Linked DNA regions of Mus musculus: regions 1, 2, 4 and 5 are each linked to region 3. The links are chromatin contacts, called in public HiChIP or PLAC-seq and promoter capture Hi-C maps. All regions are on one chromosome and are shown on one strand. Each heading gives the region's core, a stretch centred on a gene start, on an enhancer-like site or on the middle of the called end of the contact. The rest is flanking DNA. Distances are from core to core; before and after follow the strand shown.

Region 1 (2,700 bases), core at 45-2,544, 300 kb after region 3:
GAGTCAGGAGGATTTGGGCTCTGACTTTTCACTTTCCAGCAGGCATGACCTCTAGTGAAGGGCTAGGTGAGCAATTTCTCTATAAGGCAAATCAAGATGCCTTGGGTTGGCCAGGGTGGTCCTGACAGCTGCTGCCCTATTCTGGCATCCCTGATGCCTGTACACAGTAGGGCAGTCCTGATGGCTGTCCCACCTTGATGTCCCCACTGCCTGCACACAGGTGCTCAATGCTAGCAATAGGACATTCACTATGGCCGGACCCTCTGGGAAGCCAGGTATAGAAGCTTGTTCTCCTTGCTGGCAGGCCCAAGAGCCTTGCCTGGTGCCTAGACATAGTAGGTGCTCAATAACACAGCACTGACTTCCTTCCCCTTGATTCCACTCATTAAGGAGCCCAAGCACTTCAAGCCCCCCAATCTTGGCTCTCTGGGGGCTGTGGACTGACCTCTTGATCTCTTAGGGAAAAATATAGGATGTCATTGCCACCAAGAACCCTTTTACCAGTCAAAGCTCACAGTCATCCATCGTCCATCTTGCTCCTTGTCACTCCACAGTTGAAGAAAGATGACGTGACTTTCCTGGGGTCACAAGGCCTATGGCCCAGTTGTTGGATTGGAATGTCAAGTCCCTTTCTCTTTGGCACTGTCACTTCTTCAACAAAGGGCTGATGGGTGCCTACTGGCCTGGAACCCATCACTTGAAGCCTCACGCTGGCACCAGACCCCCACTCAGTGAGAAGAGGAGGCTGAGAGCCAAAGCCCAGCCTGGATCACAGGGAATTGTGACTAGGAATGAGGAGCCTCTGGCTGGGGCAGCCTGGGAGCTGGGACAAGTTGGCAAGAAAAGCAACCATCTCCTAAGTACCTACTATAAACCAGGAGCCCAGGCTACAGTTGATCTTCATCTCTACCAAGTAACAGCACTCAAAGCAAGGACACATCACCTGGAGGGAAGAGGACACGGGGACAGCTGGGCTGGGGGCCAAGGAGGGCTTCCTGGAGGAAAAGGTACTTGGGTTGAGATGATGAAGGATGATGGGAGATACAAAAAAGGGAAAGAGAATTGTGAGAAAGGACACATTGAGATAAGGCGAAGGAAGATGTTGAAAGGGGGAAGGACCCAGAAAGGAGAGCGAGTGGACTATAAGGTAAAGGAGGAGAGAAGTCAGAAGACTCAGCCAGGCAGGTAGTACAGAGAACCAAAGACAGAGGTGGGCGGGGTTGGGCGTAGGGTGGGGAGGGAGGGACGGGAGAAAGATCGGAGGAGGGAGGGAAGAGAGGGGCTGCCTGTCACTCTCAGCTCCCTGGACTTTCATCTCTGACACAAAAGAGGAAGTGAGGCCCCTGGGGGAGGCAGGGGCGGGCAGGCAGGGCTGCATAATGCATTTCTCATCCTGCCTGAATTCATCTTCCGCGCACTTCCTCGCAGGGGTCCTGATCAGGGGTCCTGATCTGAGATATTGCAGCCAGTGGGGCAGGGTCCGGTGCATGGGGCTGGAAGGGTGATCAGGACAGCTGCTGAAGAAGACCTGGCTGGGACTCTGGCTACCCAGCCCGGCAGGATAGATGAGGCAAGCTACTTTTCTCCTCAGGCTCCTTACAGCTGCTGGCCCCCGGCCCCTGCCTTCTGCCAGCCTGAGGGCTGTCAGCTTAGGTGCTGCTGTGGGTGGAGGGTTATCTGTGAACAGTGCATGAGCTCTTGTGGCTGCCCACTAAGGTGATCGGCAAGTAGTTAGTAGTTTTCCTGGTGTTAACAGTTAGTGAAGATGTTTGTTAAGCAGTAATCCCATATAACTGCAGGTTAACACTCACGGCTATCAGAAGCCTCACCATAGACTAAGGTGTTTATTAAGAGGGTGTTTGCCGGCTGGAGACATAATGAGATCTGACACCTTCTTCTGGTGCTGTCTGAAGACAGCTACAGTGTACGAATTTATAATAATAAATAAGTCTAAAAAAAAAAAAGAGGGTGTTTACTCTGGCCTGCTTGGTTCCTCAGTTTACCTGATCTCATTTCCTCTCTCCCTAGGAATTCTGCACTGCCTCTGTCTTCTAAGAGTACAGTCAGTACAGTACAGTCTTCTTCTAATCAATAGACACTCAGACTTCCTCAGCGTCCTAACCAGGTTAGACCTCATCTTAGTTGTCCATCAATATAGACCTTCCTGAAGTGATTGACATCTTTAAAAGGGGCATTGGGAAGATTTGCATACCCAAAAGTGTGGCAGGCAGGTGGCAAAGCTGTTTCGTGGCCCGGAATCCTGCAGAATGGGAGATCTGTGAATGCTGGTGGCAGGAGCCTATGTGGCTTCAGATTTTGAAGGCAGGCTGGGGACCTGTCAGGGTCCCCAAAGCTTTCAATTATGAGTTTGGCTCACCCTCATCCAGGGCTAAAGTATCCCATTAGTACTCCATTGCCGCAGTCCAGAGTCCCTGCCTAGGCAGGCAGGACCCACTCCACTCTTTGGCTTGAGGAGGCAGCTCTGAGCTGGGATTGTCCTTCCGCTAGGCACCACTAGCTCCATCCCCAGCCTTGATGGGAATTAATGAGTCACAAGCCTTGGCCATGGCTAGAAATGGGCTAATATGAGGTGAGAAGAGGAGCCTTGGCTTCAGGTCGCAAGCCATCCAAGCTACAGGGTTAGCTCGACCACACCCTTCCTTCACTTCTGGCTATGTGCAGCCTCCCTTGGGGCCCTGC
Region 2 (2,700 bases), core at 33-2,532, 310 kb before region 3:
AAGGATTTGGGATGGCTCCTAGCACAGGTTCTTGTGAAGAGACTAGATAATCAATGGGTGGGGTAGGGTGCGGTGAGGGGGACATGACTGTGGATAAGCCTTAGAAGGGAAGCCTTTACCACCATGCCATCCTGCGGTCTCCACTTACTTGTCCCAATCTTTTTAAGCCATCCCCCTGGAGGCCTCCCGTGGCCTGTTCCCACTGCCTGGAATTCCATTTCCTGCGGCCCCTCTCTGTTCACTCAGGTCTCGTCATTCTAATAATAATAATAATAATAATAATAATAATAATAATAATAATATTTTTCCTGAGTGTGTATCTGTGTACCATGTGTGTTCCTGGTGCCCTCTGAGGTTAAAGAGGGCCTTAGATTCCCTTAGCAGGTAGTTGTGAATGGCCATATGGGTGCTGGGAATTGAACCTGTGTCTTGGAGAAGGGTGGCCAAATCTCTCCAGCCCCCTCTCGGGAGTTTCTGATCAACTCCATTCCTTTTCAGCAGTTAACTCACGGTTATTTTTTCTGTTCCTCTCGTTCTTGTTCCCATTCCCCGTAGGTGACAACCCCCACCCCCTTCCATCGCTCCCCAAGGACAGGGAGTCTGTGTCGTTCTGGCTCAGTGCAGTATTTGATAATAAAAAGCTCGATTCCAGAGTCATCCAACGGGAAAGCTACTACAGAACACCTCAGGAAGGGGCTTCCAAACAGCCCACCTCTCCTTCCACGATTGGTTCCGTGGTAGGGAGTCCACAGGCGTGGTGGGTGTCTGGGGCACCCTGCCTCATAGCAATGTGGGTGTCTGCCATGGGAGCTTCAAGTTCTTGAAGGCTCTGTGTGTGTGTTAGCCGCCATCCCAAGCCTGACACTGGGCCGTCAGGACTGATGCTGACATCTACTCCCCAATTCCAGGAAGGGGTGCTATCCTCACCAGCATCACCTCCACCACCTTCCTATTTTACAGTTGAAAAACTGAGGCTTAGGAGACAAAATGACTTGCAGATAGGAACAAGAAGCCAGCAGTCCTGGGTGGGGACGCTGGAGGGAGCGCTGGGCAGCGCCAGACACCCCTAGACTGTTCCGGTGGCCTCGGCAGGGGGTGCGGAGTGGACCAACGTCGGGCTCCTGTCACCCGCAGCGGCGGCGGCAGCAGGGCGGCGCAGAGCAAGGCGTCGCACAAAGGGCCGCTGTCCCGCCGCCGCCCCGCCCCCCCCCCACGGGGTGGCCCGCCTCTTCCCCCCCCCCCCTTTTCGCCTCCTCAGCCTGGGTCCCCTCTCCCTCTTCCCTGTCCGGGTCTGGCTGCCCCTCGGGATGAGGCCGGGTTAGGAGTACTCCTCTCGCCCTTCGCACTCTCTCCAGAGCTAGGAGAGCCAGAGCTTCGCGGGACAGAGACTGCCAACGCGGGGACCAGAGGAGCATCACCATGGTAACGCCCTCCTGGGCCTGGACCACCTCACTCTGCTGGGTTTTCTCCAGCACGCCCCCACCCCACCCCACCCCCCCGCGCCCCCGGGTGTGTGTGTGTGTCTGTGTGTGCACACGCGGCGCGCACGCACGCACGCACCTAGAGACCCTCGGTTCCTGGTGTGGGTCGTTGCTTAACTGCGTGCGCAGCTCCCGCAGAATTAGGGCAAGAGTGGGGCTCAGATCCACCCCTGGGCCTCGCGTCCTGCCTGGGCCTCTCTGCAGAGATGCACGCTTTCATCTCGCTCCAAACCAGTATGCAAATTTGAACTGGAGTTCTGGACCTTGAGCCTTGCAGAAAACTTGGTTGTTTTTTTTTTTTTTTTTTTTTTTTTTTTTTTTTTAGCGCTTTAAACTTTATGCTGACTGACAGTGCTGTGTCCTGTAGGGGGTCTGGAATGAGAGGGAAATCAAAGTCGTCGTGTCCCCCCCCCTCCCCCCCCCCCCCCGCCCCAACCCAGCACAGAACAGTAGTGCTGAGAAAGGGCGGACCCTGAGGGCAGGAGAGTGGGTTCGAGGGACTTGCTCACCAAATCTTGGGTGCCTTTGCTATTTTAGATACGGTGGTTTGGCACGGGGCCTTCCCATGGGCATGAGGTGTAGAGGCATCTGGGGAGAAGGCGGAGGGCTTACTTCTGTGCATGGGTTTCCTGGACTGCACCTGGGAACGGGACCTCTAGGAGAGTTGTGTGTGCCTTTGTGCCTGTGTCTGGGAAGAAGGAGTCAAAGTGAAGTCTGTTGCTCAGAGTCTTAGCTGGGCTCCAGACAGGTTCAGGATTGGGGAAGATTCTCTGGAGCAATTTTGCAAATCTCCGGGGATTTGGACAGAGCTGGGAGATGGGCCAGGGCATTCACCCCCTGACTCTGATTTGCTGTGCTGGCTTGGGTGGGCTTCCCTTCCTGTGTAGATCCATACCCAGAACTCTACAGAGAAATGCATTCACTCCGTGCCTGCACACACCAATCCCCGAACCACAATGAACACAAGCACACGGGGCTCATGTATCTGCTTGCTCGGGCTGAAATATGGACAGACACCTCTGCACACAGACAGTACAAAACTAGGCTCCCAAACTCAGACCCCAGAGCCAGAGGCACGGTAGACACCGCTCTTGGGGCATAAAAGTACATCCTAAGTGGTTCGGCCTAAGGCAGTGTTTGTCTGCCTCTCTCTATAGCAAGACCCTGTGCTGGGCTCTCTATGAGTGGGAGACATACCACGCCCACCAACTCTAACTGC
Region 3 (2,885 bases), core at 155-2,654:
CACCTCTGGTTTCAACCACCCCTGCCCCATCACACAGCATGGCTCAGGGGCAGGGAGCCTCCACAGCTGCCTGCCCCACACCACCCAACTCTGCTGCCAACTTGGGCTCCTGTGGGGAGGAAAGGCGCTTCAGACACTCGTGCAGGCAGCACTTGCTTTCTCCTTGCTCCCACAATGCTGGAGTTCAACATTTCAGTCCTCTAGGGGCAAGGTTGAGATGGGGTCCCCGAGATGGGGGTGTCCTGTAGGATTCAAGGGGTTCATGATCCCCCCAGGGACAAACACCCTACATTCCTCTTTACTCCTGGCCTCTAGCTGAAAGAATAGACCTCAACTACTCCAGTGTATCCCAGCTCTCCGTCCCTACCTTCTTATCCCCAGACTGTCCCTACCCCTGGATGCCACCCACCCACATGGATGGCAAAGGAAGCTGCCACCCAGGCTAGCAGGTCTTAAGCAACAGCATCTGGCGCCCCTCAGGACCATTCCCGGCCGTGGAAGGGATGGATCCTGATGAAGAGGATGCAGGAGCAGTTTCAGCGTTAAACCCACAAAGGAGAAAGGAATCGGGGCAGAGAGAAGTGGGTGGGCAAAGTGTGTGCACAAGTGCGTGCGTGCATGTGTATCCGTGTCTGCAGGCAGACAGGCAAGAGTTGTGGCGAAGCGAAGCGTGTGTGCCCGAGTGCCAGCTGGCAGGGTGAGCCACCAGCCAGTGTCTGATTCGTGTGCGTAGTGGGCACAAGTATATTTACCAGCGAGGAGAGGCTCAGAGGGGATGTGCAGAGTTGTGAGTGTGGGATGCAGTGAGCGTGGCTGAGTGTGTCCGCGGTTGGAGACATCTGTATGGTCGCAGAGGTGTGTGTATCCGTGTGAGTGTGTACGCGCGTGGAGGGGGTCTTCTGCGAGCTGGGGCCAGAGCGAGTGTGCTCTTGGGAACCCCTTCTCGCAGAGCTGGCCCCGATAGGAGACAGGGTGGGTCCCCAGTCCCAGCAGAGGGCGCCCCGGAACTCTGGGCCATAGCATCAGTCGGCGCAGGTTCGAGCACCGCGACCGCCAAGTTGGAGCGGCTGCGACCGGGGTGGGGTTCAGTGGGGGGAAGTCCGTGGGGGCTGCGCGCAAACTCACCGTGTCCGGAGACGTGGTTGTCCCAGGGCGCATGGCCTGCGGGTCGCGTGGCGCCGCCGAGTTGCAGGAAAAGTGCCAGGTAGTGGAGGGCGCCCAGCGCCGCGGCCAGCGGGGCCCCCATGCTGCGCGCTCCGGCCGGGGGCGCCGCCGCCTCACATCGGGGCTCCGCAGCCCGCAAAGCCCGCGCCCGCCGTACCCTGCCCGGCGCCGCCGCCGCCCTCTCCTGCTGGCCCCGGCCCGGCCCCGGCTGCAGGCAGCGAGCGCACGCCCAGCCCGCCGCCTCCGACTGCGGGACTCTTCGCTTGCGCGGAAGGCCACTCCGCGCCGCCGCGCACCCGCCCTCCCCCTCGCTCCCCGCCCTGAGCCGGCGGCGGCGGAGGGATCCGCAGCTTGATTTATCATCAAAGTTTTGCCCAGGCTGGGATTTTTAAAGCGGTACTCGCAACTGGCCTCCCGCGCGGGAGCGGGGGTGGGGCAGGCCCGGGGGTGGAAGGCCACCTGGGGACCTAACCCCCCGCAGGGCGGAACACTAGGGTGTTGGGAGTCGAAATCCGATCGTTGGGGATAAACATCCGACCTGCCACCAGACCCGTGCGCTGGAGGGGCCGCTCAACTTTGCCAGCTGGGTAGTGTTGGGGCCAGGGCCAGGCGAGGTGCAGGACAGGTGAATAGGGGTGGGGGGCGCACCCGGGATGAGACATAGGTGAACTAGTTTAAGATCTGGCAGCTTTGGGGTCCCCGTGTGATCACGCGTAGTTTCTCCTGTCCTCGAGTTCTTCGTCTGAAAAATGGGGACAGACGCCACCACCAGAAGCAGTGTGTGTCGGGGGTTGGGGGGGGGGGGGTCTTTGGAGTTAGGTGGGTAAAGTGGGGAACATCGTGGCGCCCACACAATGTAGTTATCATTGTGGTTCCTGTCTCTGGGACTCAGCAGTTAGTGGGGCTCCTAGCTTAGAGGTGTTGGGGTTCTACACAGTGAACTGGATCGCCCCCTTCTGGACTGTAAGGCTCTCCCTAGATGAAAGGTCTAGATGGAGTGTGTGTGTGTGTGTGTGTGTGTGTGTGTGTGTGTCTGTGTGTGTAAACCATGAAGACTCTTTCATTCCCAAGAGTGGCAGTCCAATTCTGATTCCTTCCTTGACTCTTTAACTGAGGCTTTTGTGACAGGAAAAGAGGGTTGGGGGGTTATTTTAAAGAAAAGCCTATTTCATAAGGCTGCCTTCTCCGAGGTCTTGAGAAGATCCGGAGCAAGGTTTCGGACCCCGGGAAGGATTCTTCCTACCCTCATTTCTCCTCTGCCTTCGCCGGCAGGCATTGTTTCAGCATTGCGGACAGCACCCTTTTCGTTTCATCCTTTAAGAACCGCGGACAGCGCCTCGGGGGTGATTAGATGCGAGGGTTCAGCACCGTGGACAGATCCCCGCTCCACACACACAGCACCGCAGGGATCCAGCTTCCAGCACGGCTCACAGTACCTAAAGTTTGAGAGATCTAAAAAGCGGAGTGACACACCGTGCTTGCTGTCTTTATTCTGTCTCCCTATGCCCCTTTCAGATATTATGGTGGATAGTATACTGTTGTCACCAGGATCAACTCAAGTTTCCCTCCCTGCTAGGTGTTGCATGTTAGAGGCACAGTTTCAGCACCACGGACAGCTCCTCTTCAGCATCAGCCAGCTGTGCAGAGGCTCTTTAAACTCCTATCCAAGATCTTTCCAGAACACTGTGGTGGCAGAACCGGGGATCGGACCCGAGTGTTCT
Region 4 (2,863 bases), core at 124-2,623, 390 kb before region 3:
TTCTACTTTGCCTCCCCCTGGAAGCCCTCCCTGATTTTCCCTTCTGTCCATAGCCTGTTTTAGATCCCACTATCCCTACTCAACTGAAGCAGTGTTATGACCTCCATTAGATTAGGCAATGGAGGCTCTACCGAAGTGATAGGTCTGGGCTGTACAAACATCCCAGCTCCCTCACCCCTTGGACACGATAATTCTGTGTCACTCTCAGTAGCTTGTTAAATACCTTTTCTTAGTTTGTCAAGTTGGATCAAGCCTGGTGTTGCAGAAATGGAACCCAGGCTACTTTAGGAGGCTGAGGCAGGAGAATCACAAGTTCAAGACCTGCCTTACCTATAGTGTGAGTTCAAAGCTAGCCTGGGTAAGTTAGGGAGTTGCTGTCCAAAATTCAAAAACAAAAAAGAGAAGGTGCAGCTGCGGCCATAGCTCTGTGATGAAGTACCTGCCTAGCATGTGCAATTCCCAGGACAGCAATACATGAACATTTAAAAAGGAAGGGAGGAAGGAAGGAAGGAAGGAAGGAAGGAGGGAGGGAGGGAAGTTGGGAGTGACATGCATAAAGGTACCTAAGGAGTGCTCACCTTGAAGCAATCACTGATCAATAAGTTTTAATGTTTGGTAAGTCACATGACTGCCACTCAGATGCCAAGGGGGCACATCCCATCCCCGTCCGTAGCCTTGCTTGGCCCTCCCAGTCTCTAACTGCCTTCACTTAGGATTTGTGGTTTTAGGTGATGGTTTCAAATTCCACCAAGACTCTTCCAAAGAACTGGTTCCAGCTGCTGTGTGGGGCTGTTTACCTCGGCTGTCTGCCTTCTCTTCCCAGCCTATCTGCCCACTGCTACCTGCTTATCTCTCTTACCTCCTGCTTCAGCTGCTGGACCCCAAACCTTCCCCCCAGCCCTCAAAATACAAGCTATGGGCTGAGGTCACATATCTGGAGAGTGACCAGCCAGATGGCAGCTATTGCCACATACCCGTATAGCAGACTCCCTACCAGAGGGACAATGCCCTTCACATCCAGGCTGTGCCTGGTGTCCCGCCTCCTTGGCCAGCCTATATTATGGCTTCTTACCGTAGGCCAGGCCCTTGTCGGTGATCCTGGCCACCACACCGGGGTTGACACCGCCAGTTCCCTGTATGGACAGGAACAGCAGCCCCAGCAATGTAGAGAGCAGAGGTCCAGTCCCAGCCTTCATCCTGGATGCTCCGTGGGGGAGTGAGGACTGTGACAGAGTGGGCTGGCTCTGGTGTTCTTAACTAGTCAAGGCCCAGGGCTAGGGGGCGGTTCTTGAGGGAGGGCGGGCTCCTGGGAGCAGGAAAGAGAGGCCCAGGGAAAGAGAGGCCCACTGACTGGAACCCTCTTGCGACACCACAGGGGTGGGAGGTGGGGGGTGGGGGAGGGTCATTGTTGTGATCACTGCACAGGTTAGGAGGGCAGGCCTGGTGCCAAGGGGATAAGCCACTCCCATTCTCCCCTGCATGGAGAAGGGGGAAACCCCACACTCTCTGGAGGTTCTGCATTGCCTCTGCCAACCTTCTTGACTCTCTGCTAGGAAGGCCTGGTGTCACAGACAGGAATTTGAGGTTCACTCAGGGTCACAGCCCAGCCCATGAAAGCAGGAAGGAAAAGTAGGATTGTCTTCCCCTGCTCTCCGTTCTTTTAACTGTTTGTTTAAATAGGGACTTCTCCTCCCAACCTTGCAATGGGATAGCTGTCTGAACAGCAGCTTGGCATATCTTTCCAGCACCACGCCAAACCAAACACCACCCGAAAGCTCTCAGAACATCCTGATGCCCCATGACCCTAGCTGGAACTTGCTGTACATAACAGTCCGAGTTCTAATGTGTCAGCTGCCTTGCGCTGCATGACCCGGGCAGAGGAGTGAGCACCGGCTAAGGCGGCAGGGGAGAGGGACGGTGCCTGTCTTCTGAGAGTTGGGCTTGGCCGTGTCACCCTTCCAATTCTGCTTTCTCTTTTACCTTTTGTGAGGATCACGTGTGCCCCGTTTCCCTGCATTCTAGAAAATTCTTCTGTTTCTCTTTTCTTTCTCTCTCTCTCTCTTCCTTCCTTCCTTCCTCTCTCTCTCTCTCTCTCTTTTTTTTTTTTTGAGATGGGGGAGGGGGGTCTTCCTATGTAGCCCAGGTTGGTCTTGAACTCTTGATCCTCTTCAAGCCCTTTCTACTTTCCCAGTGCCAGGATTCTAAATGCAGCTTATGATAAAGATGTTGCCCGATAAGCACTCTAAGGTTTACAGAATAGAGAGCCTCAGGGACCCTCGCACTACACCAGAGCATGCAGTGCCTGTCCTCTTTAGCCTTTCCTCCTGAGTATAAACTAACACAACTCCCCTGAACTGCCCCGAGGGTTGACACGGAAAAGCCCTAAGCATGTAAAGCTAATGCACGCAGGAGGCAGAGGCTCTGTGGAATAATACTAAGGCATGAACAAAGCACCCATGCATGTGAGGCCAAACTGAAGCGCTCCACAGCCAGAAAGTAAGAGGAAAATAAAAGTGACTCACACCCAGGGCCATGAAAACTGCGAGAAATGGGTAGCCTTCCTGCCCACAGTCTAGTCTGTTCTCTCCCTGTGAAACCTCTTTGTGTTGAACATGTTGAAGCTTTGAGGGTTAGAGCTCCCTGGACTATCCAGGTTGCCAGCCCTTGAATAAACCTGAATAAATCTCACCTGCCAGCTCTCATCTCTCAAGGACCAGCTTCCAAGAGGCAGAGGGCAGCATCTGGGTCTGGTTTGGTGACAAAACTGCAGGAATAAGTGGGACTTGCCATTCCTAATGACACTATTGAAGGGCTCTATGCCTTTGGTCAAAGTCAAAATTGTCAAGAAGTTATGGAGGGCTGT
Region 5 (2,700 bases), core at 84-2,583, 340 kb after region 3:
CTTCTGGCTGCAGTATGAAGGACACCTGTGATCTCTGTTGCTGTGATTAAAAAAAAAAAAAAAACAAACAAACAAACAGTAACAAAAACCTGACAGAGAGCAGCTTAGAGAGAGCCAGGTTACAGAGTGTCATAACTGGGGATGGGGTGGGAGAGAAGGTCAAGGTGCCAGGAGCTGGAAGCAGCTGGCCACACCAAGTCCACAGTCATAGGCAGGGAGAAATGAATGCATACAGGCTTGGGTGCTCACTGACCTTTCTCTGCCTATACAGTCCAGGTTCCAAAGCCAGGGAATGGTGCCACCAACTTCCAGACCAGGTCTTCCCATATTAATTAAAGCAATCAAGAGCATCTTCCACAGACATGCCTATGGGCCAACCTGCTTTAAGTAAGTCCCTCACTGAGACTTTTTCCAGGTGATTCTTGGCTACGTTGGCAAAACTAGCCATCACAAGGACTGTTTGGGGTTTCACAGGAGTCAAAACAGAGAGGCCAGTACAGGCCTGAGGGAGGGAGGGAGGGAGGGAGGGAGGGAGGGAGGGAGGGAGGGAGGGAGGGTGGGTGGTGATCAGGACCAAACTTTGGCAGTGAAGACAAAAAGGTCTAAAGGAGACAGGGATCCCCAAGGAAAAGACTAGTTTCAGAGGGGGTGCCGAGTTGAGGAAAGCAGGTGTCCTGGTTGGCTGCCAGGTGGACGGGGAGAATTTCGGAGGCCTTGGCAGGAAGTCAAGGTTGGCTTAGCCCAATTTTAGGGCAGAAAGGGTTTCTGGGTCATTCCAAATCCCAGGATCCAAATGGAGCAAGCCTGAGGGTGGAAGCAACCAGAGAAACCAAGCGGAGGTGAGAAGCCATGCCTGCCTCCAGCTCTGCAGTTCCCATAAGAAAGTTGGCCACTGGGGCTTTGGCAATGCCCACACCGCCACAGAAGTACTAGGAACACTTTCTGACCCTTGTTTTGGGATCTGTATAAGTACAGAGCTTTTCTATACCCACCCTTGTTTTGAATACTGACATGTATACCTTATATTTACTAATAAGCTTCAGACACTATAGCCGGGCAGGTTCTGAGCTATTCCAACCCGACAAAGCTGGCCTTAGACTACTTCTCAGACTGCTTTCCAGCCACATGGCCTGATACCTGCCCTTGCCTTGACAACACCTCCTTCTTCTTCGGCTTCCCAGTGACGGCCACTCCCTGGTTCCCCACCTGAGACTGGCTCCCTCTCTCTGAGCACAGAGGTACCACCTTTTCCTTTCCTGCCCAGCTGTAAGCTGCTCAGCCCTTTATTTTAAACAATCAGAAGATTCTGGGATACAATGTTTTACAACATACTGAGTCTCAATTCCTATTTCATAATAATGACAACACCAAAGTCCAGATTGCAACCAGATCTCTGGATTCAGAAATCAGTGTCTGAATACACAATGACCGAAAACATTCCCCAGCAGGGTCTTTTAAAATATGCTTTTCCTTTTTTTTTTTTTTTTTTTTTAATTTTTTATAGGACCATCGAATGTTTCCCTTGAGACCTGAGCCAAGTCTTTGCTTGGTCCCTTCCCCTCCAGACCCCCTGAACCCACTAATTTGATTGCTATCACCTCTGTTCAGTATCATCAACTCTTGAGCTAGACAATGGGATCCTGCTTTTTGCACTGGTGTGGGTCCAGCTCTTTCTAACCCGCATCCTGTATATGTCAGATTAATCTGTAGTGCTTTAGTGGTTTGTTACATTTATGCATAAAATATGTGTGTCAGAGGGGATTGGTTCTAAGGCCCAAATATGAGGATGCTGCTCAAGTCCCTCATACTATGGTGCAGCATCCACAGGCTCCCCACACACCTCCTCTACACTCCAGCTCTAGAAAACTGAGCTAAAACTGGTTTGGGACCACCCCAGGACCAGGGTACATAATTTACATATCAAAACAGACCTGGCCTCCAGGTTCTCCCAGCATCCCTCAGTCCCCTCCTGGCCCCCAACCCTGAACTTTCCAGCCCAGGGGCTGGGCTGCTCTTCCCTCAGTGGCTCCTCCCTATAGAAATCCAGACATTTTGCTCCCTCGAGCTCTCTCTTTCCCTCCGTCCCTTTCTCCTTCCCTTCTGTCTCCCACTCCCCATGGGGACTTTTCCGGCCTCGTTCCTTAGGGCCAGTGAATTCACCAGAGAGCAGCTTCCCAATAAACCTGCCTTCAAAATATTCTAATCTGGCTTGAATTGGCTCATTTCACTGGCGGCAGAGAAATAACCTATCAAAATCCTGTAAGTGCGATAACAGCTCTTCTGTTTTCAGGCAGTAATTTGAGTTGCCCCCATTCAGTGCTCAGACCGCTATTCATTTAACAAGAGCTCCCTGGCCCTCTGTTTTCTTCTGTTGTTAGATGACAGAAAACCAGGTACAGGTAAAGGACTCATAAGCAATTAAACATGAGGGTCACAGCCCAACCCGCTGTGGTCTCAACCCATCCCCGCTCAGGTGTGACACCTGGAACTGGGATCATCTTGTGCCCATGAACTGAAGGATAACAGAGTGTTGGAAGAAACCCAGGTCCTCTGAGACACCAAGCCATTCCATGTATCCGCCACTCATTTCCTTTTTTTTTTTTTTTTTGTTTTTGTTTTTTGTTGTTGTTTGTTGTTGTTTTTTGAGACAGGGTTTCTCTGTGTAGCTCTGGCTGTTCTGGAACACACTTTGTAGACTAG

What was found. Promoter capture Hi-C pulls out the DNA fragments that hold promoters and counts their contacts. HiChIP or PLAC-seq counts read pairs in DNA pulled down with a chosen protein or histone mark.
Region 1: a promoter capture Hi-C map of stem cell-derived epiblast-like cells shows a contact between it and region 3, with 4 times the contacts expected there. The contact joins the enhancer-like site here to the promoter of Vstm2l in region 3. A contact is called at or near these places in 25 of 39 promoter capture datasets (the 3T3-L1 cell line, 3T3-L1-derived adipocytes, the C10 cell line and 14 more), 4 of 15 datasets of contacts at CTCF or cohesin (embryonic stem cells, large pre-B cells, pro-B cells and 1 more), 27 of 484 Hi-C or Micro-C datasets (the AML12 cell line, B cells, the CH12 cell line and 13 more), 18 of 115 datasets of contacts at active chromatin or transcription factors (the 230-238 cell line, SST interneurons, VIP interneurons and 10 more) and 3 of 9 other capture datasets (embryonic stem cells, macrophages and pancreatic islet).
Region 2: an H3K4me3 HiChIP or PLAC-seq map of forebrain shows a contact between it and region 3, with 2.4 times the contacts expected there. The contact joins the promoter of D630003M21Rik here to the promoter of Vstm2l in region 3. A contact is called at or near these places in 5 of 39 promoter capture datasets (the 3T3-L1 cell line, the C10 cell line, HPC-7-derived erythroid cells and 2 more) and 3 of 115 datasets of contacts at active chromatin or transcription factors (embryonic stem cells, forebrain and neural tube).
Region 4: a contact with region 3 is called in a promoter capture Hi-C map of stem cell-derived epiblast-like cells, with 3 times the contacts expected there. The contact joins the promoter of Lbp here to the promoter of Vstm2l in region 3. A contact is called at or near these places in 8 of 39 promoter capture datasets (the 3T3-L1 cell line, the HPC-7 cell line, embryonic stem cells and 4 more).
Region 5: a contact with region 3 is called in a promoter capture Hi-C map of embryonic stem cells. The contact joins the enhancer-like site here to the promoter of Vstm2l in region 3. A contact is called at or near these places in 7 of 39 promoter capture datasets (the 3T3-L1 cell line, the HPC-7 cell line, embryonic stem cells and 2 more) and 1 of 115 datasets of contacts at active chromatin or transcription factors (microglia).

What each region holds. Positions count from the first base shown.
Region 1 is chr2:157,612,780-157,615,479 of GRCm38.p6, reverse strand. No RefSeq gene overlaps it. Among named protein-coding and RNA genes, the nearest start is that of Platr27, 17 kb to the right of the region's middle. Within about 2 kb of position 1,294, at least 27 of the 459 cell types and tissues checked have an H3K27ac peak or open chromatin away from gene starts, as enhancers often do. A contact at or near this core is called in the 230-238 cell line and the CH12 cell line, where this site is marked.
Region 2 is chr2:158,227,806-158,230,505 of GRCm38.p6, reverse strand. D630003M21Rik (RIKEN cDNA D630003M21 gene) reads left to right here and starts at 1,282. Exons shown (of 14, transcript NM_177657.5): 1 at 1,282-1,422. The coding sequence starts at 1,420.
Region 3 is chr2:157,913,172-157,916,056 of GRCm38.p6, reverse strand. It overlaps Vstm2l (V-set and transmembrane domain containing 2-like), which reads right to left and starts at 1,404. Exons shown (of 4, transcript NM_198627.2): 1 at 1,126-1,404. The coding sequence starts at 1,246.
Region 4 is chr2:158,305,003-158,307,865 of GRCm38.p6, reverse strand. It overlaps Lbp (lipopolysaccharide binding protein), which reads right to left and starts at 1,373. Exons shown (of 15, transcript NM_008489.2): 1 at 1,073-1,373. The coding sequence starts at 1,196.
Region 5 is chr2:157,568,309-157,571,008 of GRCm38.p6, reverse strand. No RefSeq gene overlaps it. Among named protein-coding and RNA genes, the nearest start is that of Blcap, 3.3 kb to the right of the region's middle. Within about 2 kb of position 1,333, at least 5 of the 459 cell types and tissues checked have an H3K27ac peak or open chromatin away from gene starts, as enhancers often do. A contact at or near this core is called in embryonic stem cells and liver, where this site is marked.